2 separate regions of the Mus musculus genome follow, and region 2 is linked to region 1. Evidence: chromatin contacts called from public Hi-C data. All regions are on one chromosome and are shown on one strand. Each heading gives the region's core, a stretch centred on a gene start, on an enhancer-like site or on the middle of the called end of the contact. The rest is flanking DNA. Distances are from core to core; before and after follow the strand shown.

Evidence for each region. A called contact is a pair of places that touch in the nucleus more often than the background predicts.
Region 2: a Hi-C map of liver shows a contact between it and region 1, with 3 times the contacts expected there. The contact joins two enhancer-like sites. A contact is called at or near these places in 1 of 39 promoter capture datasets (liver), 1 of 15 datasets of contacts at CTCF or cohesin (large pre-B cells), 5 of 484 Hi-C or Micro-C datasets (cerebral cortex, liver and uterus) and 1 of 9 other capture datasets (embryonic tail).

The regions. Positions count from the first base shown.
Region 1 is chr7:140,068,129-140,072,015 of GRCm38.p6, reverse strand. Caly (calcyon neuron-specific vesicular protein) reads left to right here. Exons shown (of 5, transcript NM_001190385.1): 4 at 319-432; 5 at 1,352-2,136. The coding sequence ends at 1,669. Among named protein-coding and RNA genes, the nearest start is that of Caly, 12 kb to the left of the region's middle. Within about 2 kb of position 1,820, at least 30 of the 459 cell types and tissues checked have an H3K27ac peak or open chromatin away from gene starts, as enhancers often do. A contact at or near this core is called in liver, where this site is marked.
Region 2 is chr7:140,719,934-140,723,711 of GRCm38.p6, reverse strand. It overlaps the pseudogene Olfr542-ps1. Among named protein-coding and RNA genes, the nearest start is that of Olfr541, 18 kb to the right of the region's middle. Within about 2 kb of position 2,336, at least 5 of the 459 cell types and tissues checked have an H3K27ac peak or open chromatin away from gene starts, as enhancers often do. A contact at or near this core is called in liver, where this site is marked.

The sequences.
Region 1 (3,887 bases), core at 571-3,070:
ACCAACTTTTGTAGGGGGCACATGGGCAGGGCAAACCTGTTCCTATAGCACCTTCTGGGTCAACTGACTGCATGCAACTTCACTGGCCAAATGCAGTTTACCTGGTCAGGGATGTTTCCAGAATGCCAGCAAGGGTAGGCCTGCAAAGAACAGTTTCTAGACCTTTGGTCCTGGAGCTGACCTCAAGGAAGGATGTAAGGAGACAAGACGTAAGGGCTGTGGTACTATGCCTACACCCAGTCCTGAGGGGTCATCCCCTCAGAGAGGCTGGCCCCAACCCATCTCACCTGCACCATGTTGCTTCTTTTCCTCTGCCAGCTGCCCACCGCAAGGATGATCGCTTTTGCTATGGCACTTCTGGGCTGTGTGCTGATCATGTACAAGGCCATCTGGTATGACCAGTTTACCTGCCCAGATGGCTTCCTACTTCGGGTAAGCCTGAGGGGTCAAAGACCTGGGCAAGGACAGTAGAGACCGCCGTGGTCCTGCTATGGTTTTCAGGCAATGCCAGGATGTGGAGGGCTTTCTGCAACAGCATCAAGGAAAGATGCCTCTCCCATACTTGCTTTCCCTTCTGAATGACAAGGCCGTCCCTGTGTGGTTCCATTTTCTTACTTCCCAGAACATAAGGAGATCCTATCTTTTGAGATTTTTGTGAGAAAATGTTGTTTTAGGGCTAGAGAAGTGGCAGAGTAGGGGAAAGCGCATGCTGTGTGTGCATAAATAAGAACCCGGGTTCAAGTTCCCAGGACCCATGTAAAAAGCCAGATGTGGCTGCTGTAACCCCAACACCGAGAGGCAGGACAGTTCCAAGCTTGCTCCAGCTTCAGTGAGAGACCGTGTCTCAAGGAGACCTCCTCTAGCCAACTCAAGCACAGTTATAGACACACAAAGTAAGCATCTTAAGTTATTTATTTATCTTATGTATATGAGTACACTGTAGCTGTCTTTAGACATGCCAGAAGAGGGCATCAGGCCCCATTACAGATGGTTGTGAGCCACCATGTGGTTGCTGGGAATTGAACTCAGAACCTCTGGAAGAGCAGTCAGTATTCTTCTCTCCGTCTCTGCAGCCCCCACACAAAGTAAAATTTAAGAGAAGAGTGAGAGAGAAGGTGTTTTATCTAAACTGAAGGCAGGAGGTGCTAGTGGAACTGGAGCCCTCCAGCTTCCTGGGAGGAGCCAGTGATCCTTGGGCAATAATCCTCTGGCCCGAAGCCAAAGCCCCCTTTGTGAGTTTTTTGTTGTTGTTGTTTGTTTGTTTTTTTAACTGGGACCCTTCCTCCTCCTCCTCTTCTTTCACTCGGATCCCCGGCCCCCCACGCTGGTCCGGAATATGCATCCGCTGCAGCACAAGATCTGCACCCCACTGACCCTGGAGATGTACTACACCGAGATGGACCCCGAACGCCACCGCAGCATCCTGGCAGCCATCGGGGCCTACCCACTGAGCCGCAAACACGGCACTGAGATGCCCGCTGTCTGGGGAAACAACTACCGGACCGCCAAGGAGGAGCATAAGGGCACTACCCCTGCGGCGATGGCTGTGTCCACTGCAGCTGCAGCTGCAGCGGCAGAGGGCACCGAGCCGTCAGGGAAGTCTTTGGACACGAGAGAGAAAGAAGACCCGCAGAAGGCGGAGGGCGTGCCATCCCAGCCCCCCAAGTGACTGTCTGCCCCGTCCCCGCTCCGCCCGTGACTGGGGTAAGTGTGCTCGGCCTAAACAGGGGCTGACTGGCTCGCAGGGTCACAGGCTTGCCCAGCCTTGCCTTGCCCTGTCTTGCCCTGCCCTTTCTCCCGCCCTTTCCTGTCCCCACGAACCTCCCTCCGTCCCCACCTCCTTCACTTCCGGTCAGGCCCAGAAACCTACCCAGATGTCCACCCTCTCTCAACGCTACCTCCGAGTCTGCGCACGCGGCTTGCCTTCCTGCCCAGGACACCAGCCTTCTACCCCTTTCACCTTGACTCTTGTATCTTCACAGCATCCCTCACCAGCTACTTTGACATGCACACTGCCTGACGCTTCTCCACCCAGTGATTGTGCTCCTGTCCCAAAGCACCCCGCTCAAGTCTCCCACCCCTGGTGGACCTCTGACTCTGTTGCTTTTCTTTAAGTAAAGATTCACATCTATCTGGGTCGTGGTTTCTCTTTTGGTGGCAAACTTTTGTGAACACTTTCATTAACGCCTGGACCTAGGAGGACACCTTAGTGCCTGCTTCTAAGATAGAGGAATAGACCCAGCCCTTCTCCACTTCAGCCAAGCCTAGGGGCCACTGGCCACAATAGAATAAGCCACTCAGGGGAATTTTAGTGGCCCCTGACTGTCCCAGGTGTATACTCTGCTGTATTCAGAGGTTCTGGATCCTCTCCATGCAATAGGGCTGCTCTGTTCCTCTGAGAGGCGCTCCTGGTTTTTAGCAGCACCCACCATGAGTTCTTTCCCTTGGGTAAGTCACTCATAGTAGAAATGACTTAATGAAGAAGGAAGTGAATACTGATCCTGAGTTGGGGGGTGAAACCTTGCAGAGACACTGTCTGTGGTTGGCCTTCTGTAAATTGGAGGGCCCCCTCCTCAGTTCCTTCCCTACCTATTTCCCTTCAGGAGTTAGACAGGAGGTAAGTTGTCTAAAGGTCCCAGGGGAGCTTTCCAGAGTCCCCTTCTTTCCCCACCACAAGTAGCCCTAGGTTCTGCCTGACTCCAACTCTGTCACTCACTCTGGTACCTCTTTTCTGATCACTTCTGTCTTGGGCCTTGATGCCTTGGCTAATGAGGGGTGAGCTCAGACCTGGGGATCGATGGATGATGAGGATCATGACAGAACTCGGTTGCCCAGGGGCCAGAGAAGCTCTAAGAAGGAGGTCCGGTGCTATCTGCATGAGGCATAAAGGCTTCTTAGCATTAAGAGTGGTATGCCCCTGCATCAGGTATGAGGGTCCCTGGAATGAGGGTCCTTGAAGCTAGGTGGGTAAGGATCCAGCAGTGACAAACAGAAACAAACACAGAGGCAGTTTGAATCTGAGTGTATTCTGCAGCTCTCAAGCAGGGGGCTTTATACATTAAAAAACCAAACATTAGATCTCTTAGAAACTATATCCAGTAAAACCATCACAAATACCAACAAAAATCATTTGGCACAGTGAAGCACAAAAATCATCCAAGCATTACAACTCTGAAACCATGTATTCAGTGAACCACAAACAGAACAGGTAACATCATTATAAACCATCAAACTATAACAATTCTAAAAGGGTGTATTCAGTGGGGGCAGTCTTTCAGGGCTAGTGGCATGTTTCCAGGAGCAGGTTAATAAATCTTTAACGGTGGTCAGTGCTCTTAACCACTGAACTAACTTTCCAGCCCCATGATCAATTAGTACTTAACGTCTAGTGCCTGATTTTTTATAATCTTCAATGTATAAATTTAAACTATTTTAATTCTTTCTAATTAAGGCTTTCTTTACCATATACAGAAATCCACCTCCAATGACACACGTGTAGCCATATGTAATTTTATTGTTGGGAAAGTTTTTTTATCATAATAGTTTTGTAAATGATTTAGAAAGTAAAGCGCTGGTTTCCCTGGGGATAAGGTCATGTTAGTGACCCCATCTCTAGGGATGGTTTCTTGCCCATTATTCTCGCTTAAGATCTTGGCCTAGGCTACCAGGTACATGTAAATAAGAAAAGGAATAAGAGAAAACAAAACAAATAGATTGCCATGAGAACTATGGCTCAATATTTTTTTCCTCCGGCGAAAGTTTCACAACCGGTTCCAGGAGGCCTCCCCATTTTGAGGTCAATCACCTTATTCTGTGGAACTTGTCACGCAGATTCTACTGGAGGTGGTGTGTCAAGGAGCCACTCTGTTCTGATGTGGATCTCAAAG
Region 2 (3,778 bases), core at 1,087-3,586, 650 kb before region 1:
GAAGATTGTACCCTGAGAAATTATGTAATCAATGATTAAAGTTTTTGAGTAGATGGTTTTGTAAGTTAAGCCTGTGAGGGACATAGATTGGCAGAGTAGGTAAAGCCATACTGAGATGTGCTTCCTTTCTGCCCTTTCTCTCATGAAATGAAACTAAAAAGTGTCCCATGTCTGATTCCTTCCTCACTACTCTTCTATCCACCTGTATCAGGCCCTGACCCTCACCTGGAGCTGGACTCCTCCATCCTAACAACATTTTTTTCTGGCTCAACTCAACTTCTCCTGGCTCAACATCACTCATTTTCAGTCTGCTCAGTCTCTTCTCTTCTTCAGTCTTCTTTCTTCCTGCACCACCTCTCTTCTCTAACTCTACTTTCTGACCATACTCTCCTGCCACCTGGACTCTACTCTCTTCTCCCTCAGCCTCTGCTGGCTTTTCATGTCCTTTACTGTTCTCAGAAGTCCAAGAGGCATGACTCTAAAGGTTATAGGGCCAAACAGTTCTAACAGTGAAGCATTCCCAAAGAGCCAGTTGACTAGCCACTGGGGATCCTTTAAAGGGCCAGGAACATAAAAACAAATCACACTACATTACAGGAATTAAAGTATGTTCAGAGAGATATGTCACTATGCAGATATGTAGATTGGAGATAGGATTAGTTATATATGCTAAGAAATTAGAGTAGAATTAGGTACTACCTGAAAAATTTCAGATAGAATGAGGAGTAACCAAGGAGCCTAAGTTCAGGAGGCAAAAACAGGTCATTTTTGTTTGATGAGGAAAGGTTGGGGGCATGGTATATAGAAGATTTTGAAGAACAGAACATGACAATGTATTGAGGGAGGGAGAAGATGCCAAGAATAGGTTATTAATTACCCCCACTTGTGATGGCTAATATTGATGATTCACTTAACAGGAACCAGAATCACCAGAGACAAGATTCTTGGTAGTCAGTGAAAGATTATCTAGATTACAGTAGTTAAGGTGGGAAGACCTGCCCTAACTATGGGGCATCACTATTCCATGGTCTAGAGACCCAGACTGTATAAGAGAAGAAAGTGAACTGAGTATGAACACTCATTGCTCTCTAATGTGGATGCCATGTGTCTATGTGGCACTTCTGCCATCACGTGTTTTCTGCCATGGTGAGCCAAACCCCAAACCTTTGTTATGTTGCTCCTGTTAGTTTATCAAAGCAACGAGAAAAGTTAGCTCATCCACTAACAGCGTGAGTAATTGGGAAAGAGTGATATTGACCATTGGGACAATAAAAAGGAGTAGTGGTAACTAAGCAAAGGCTGAGAGAAGCCAAGCTCTGTGGCGGTGTTGCCCTGGAATATTAACCTAGATGGGAGAAGAGCACGTCAGGAGCCTGAGGTGGTGGTTCTGAAAATGAGACATTTATTGATGACCCACAGACCCCTGAGGCCCAACCAAAATAACACAGCAGGGCCGACAATACAGTGCCATCACCTATGACTGAAGGCTCTTTTCTTTATTATGACAGCTGCCTCTGTACTCCATGGAGCTACTCTCAGTAAGGCAAGTGTGAGAGGAGCATAAGCCTGAAGGGCAGCTTGTGCATTTCCATCTGCAGCTTAAAAAGTTGCACACGTCTCCCATGGCTTGTAGGGTCTTATTTCCCAGTGTATAGATGGGCAGGTTCAAGGTAGGGCTCAGGACTGTGTACAGCACTGAAGACACTGCTACTTTCCAGGATGTCGTTTAAAGGGGTGCTGACACAAGCACAGAGCATGGATAAGCACTGCACAGGCTACTGGGTAGTGTGAGGTTGAGTTGCAGCCACAGGACTGTAGGGTCAGCAAGAAGTTGATACCTCCATAGAAGTCTTTGGCCATGAGAATCATGACGCTGTTTGCAGCCACATTATCAGACCAGTGTGCACAGATGCATTTAGTGCTCATATGGACCACATACCCATGGCTTAGTTCCCACAGCTGTGGGCTTATCCTAAAATTACAGTGCAGGGACAGCAGATGGCCACATCGTAGTCATAGCATTGACCATGAGCAGCAGCAGCTCAGAGGATGCAGACTGGACAAGGAAGAAGAGCTGGGCCATGCACTCCTTGAAGGAGATGGTGTTTTCCTCAGACACTAGGCTAACTAGGGCCTTGGGAAGCACCGATGAGGTACAGACAATATCCATGGTGGCCAGGTTGCACAGGAAAAAAGTACATGGTTCTGTGGAGCCCAGTGCTGGACTCCAGAATGATGTTTGCTGCATTGTCTGGGAATGCTATGGCGTAGAAAGACAGGATACAGCCAAGCAGGAGCATTCACCAACTCAGCTGTTCTGAGAACCGTTGCAACATGAGCCCAGTCACTATTGTCTGGTTGGCACTCGACATTAGCACTGAACAGCTCTGGATCTATTCCTGTGTCTACAAGCCTCGGAGACAAGGTCATAGTCCAAAACTTCAATGTCCGTTTTTCATACTTTACCACCTTAAAACTTAGTCTGTTGACATAAGGGGGTGGAGTGAGCGTGTTTCTCTCTTGGCAGCTTGTCTATCCATCACCCACCCCTTCTATTTATTTTCTAAACCCAATTTCCTTCATTTATTTATTTTTTTCAGTTTCTACCTTTGAAACTTTCATTGTTTAGATTTAGGTTCTCGCCATCGTGTAGTAGAGCATTATTTATTCAGAGCCTGTCTACTCTGTGATCTGCTCCTCCCAAGTTGTACTCTGGTGATGTTGTGAAGATGAATTTGTACCCTTCACCCTCAGAGCAAACATTCTCATAACCACCGGCACCTCTTGGAAAGACATGCTGAGATGTCTCTTGTAGACTCTGTATAACCTTGTCTCCTGGGATCTCACTCACTATCCTTTCTCCGATGTGTGCCCCCCACCCCCAAATGACTGTCACATATTGGATCAGGGTCTAAGGCAGCGGAGAGTATGGTGGGTATAGATAACAAGGAGACTGTCAGAGAACAGCTCCTTTATTGAAATAGAGAGGCTATATGATAGAGCTAGACTCAGGAGAGAGAGGAGAAAGGAAAAGGGAGGAAGTATTTCAGCAGGGGCAGGGACCTTCCAAGCATAACAGCTATATTAGCAGACTGCTGGTTACATGATTTCTGAGAAGCCAGTTCTCTGGCAGGGGAAACAAAGATTGAACTGGCTTTATCATTACTTGGTCTTTGTCTTTATGGAGTTGAGCAGGCACAAGCCTGATTTGGGTAGAGATCAGCCCTACTCCCACCATGTTTTCTGAGAGCTCTCCAGGGTATGGGCAGTGCTCATCTGGTTTGGGAACCCACACTCTGGTACTTCTGTGTGCTCTCTGGTTGCTCACATCTCTCTTCATAAACTCTGATACTTCTGTATGGTCTATTCTTGCCCACATCTCTCTTCATAAACTCGGGTCTTTTATAAGCCTTACTTTCTGTGATCCATCAGTCTTCCTGGTTGATTCTATCATTACCATGATGTATCTCAAATATGTTATCTCAGGGAGCCCTCCTCTCTGTCACAGGCCCGTGAACCCCAAAGTACTCTATGGCTTTTCTGCCTTTGTGCCTGGTAACCATTCTTGACTCAACAAGCCTATGGCTCATGGCATCACCACTTCCCAGAGCCTTTTCTGTGGGTTTTATATGCACTGTTAGCAGGCAGCTCATTCCTGTCATCAGTGTGTGAGGGGGGGGATGGTGATTGTTCTTCAGAGCATGGCTCAACTTTTCTGATAATCTTATTGTTTACCTTTACCAATAATAATAGTCTTTCCAGGAAATACCTGTGCGAT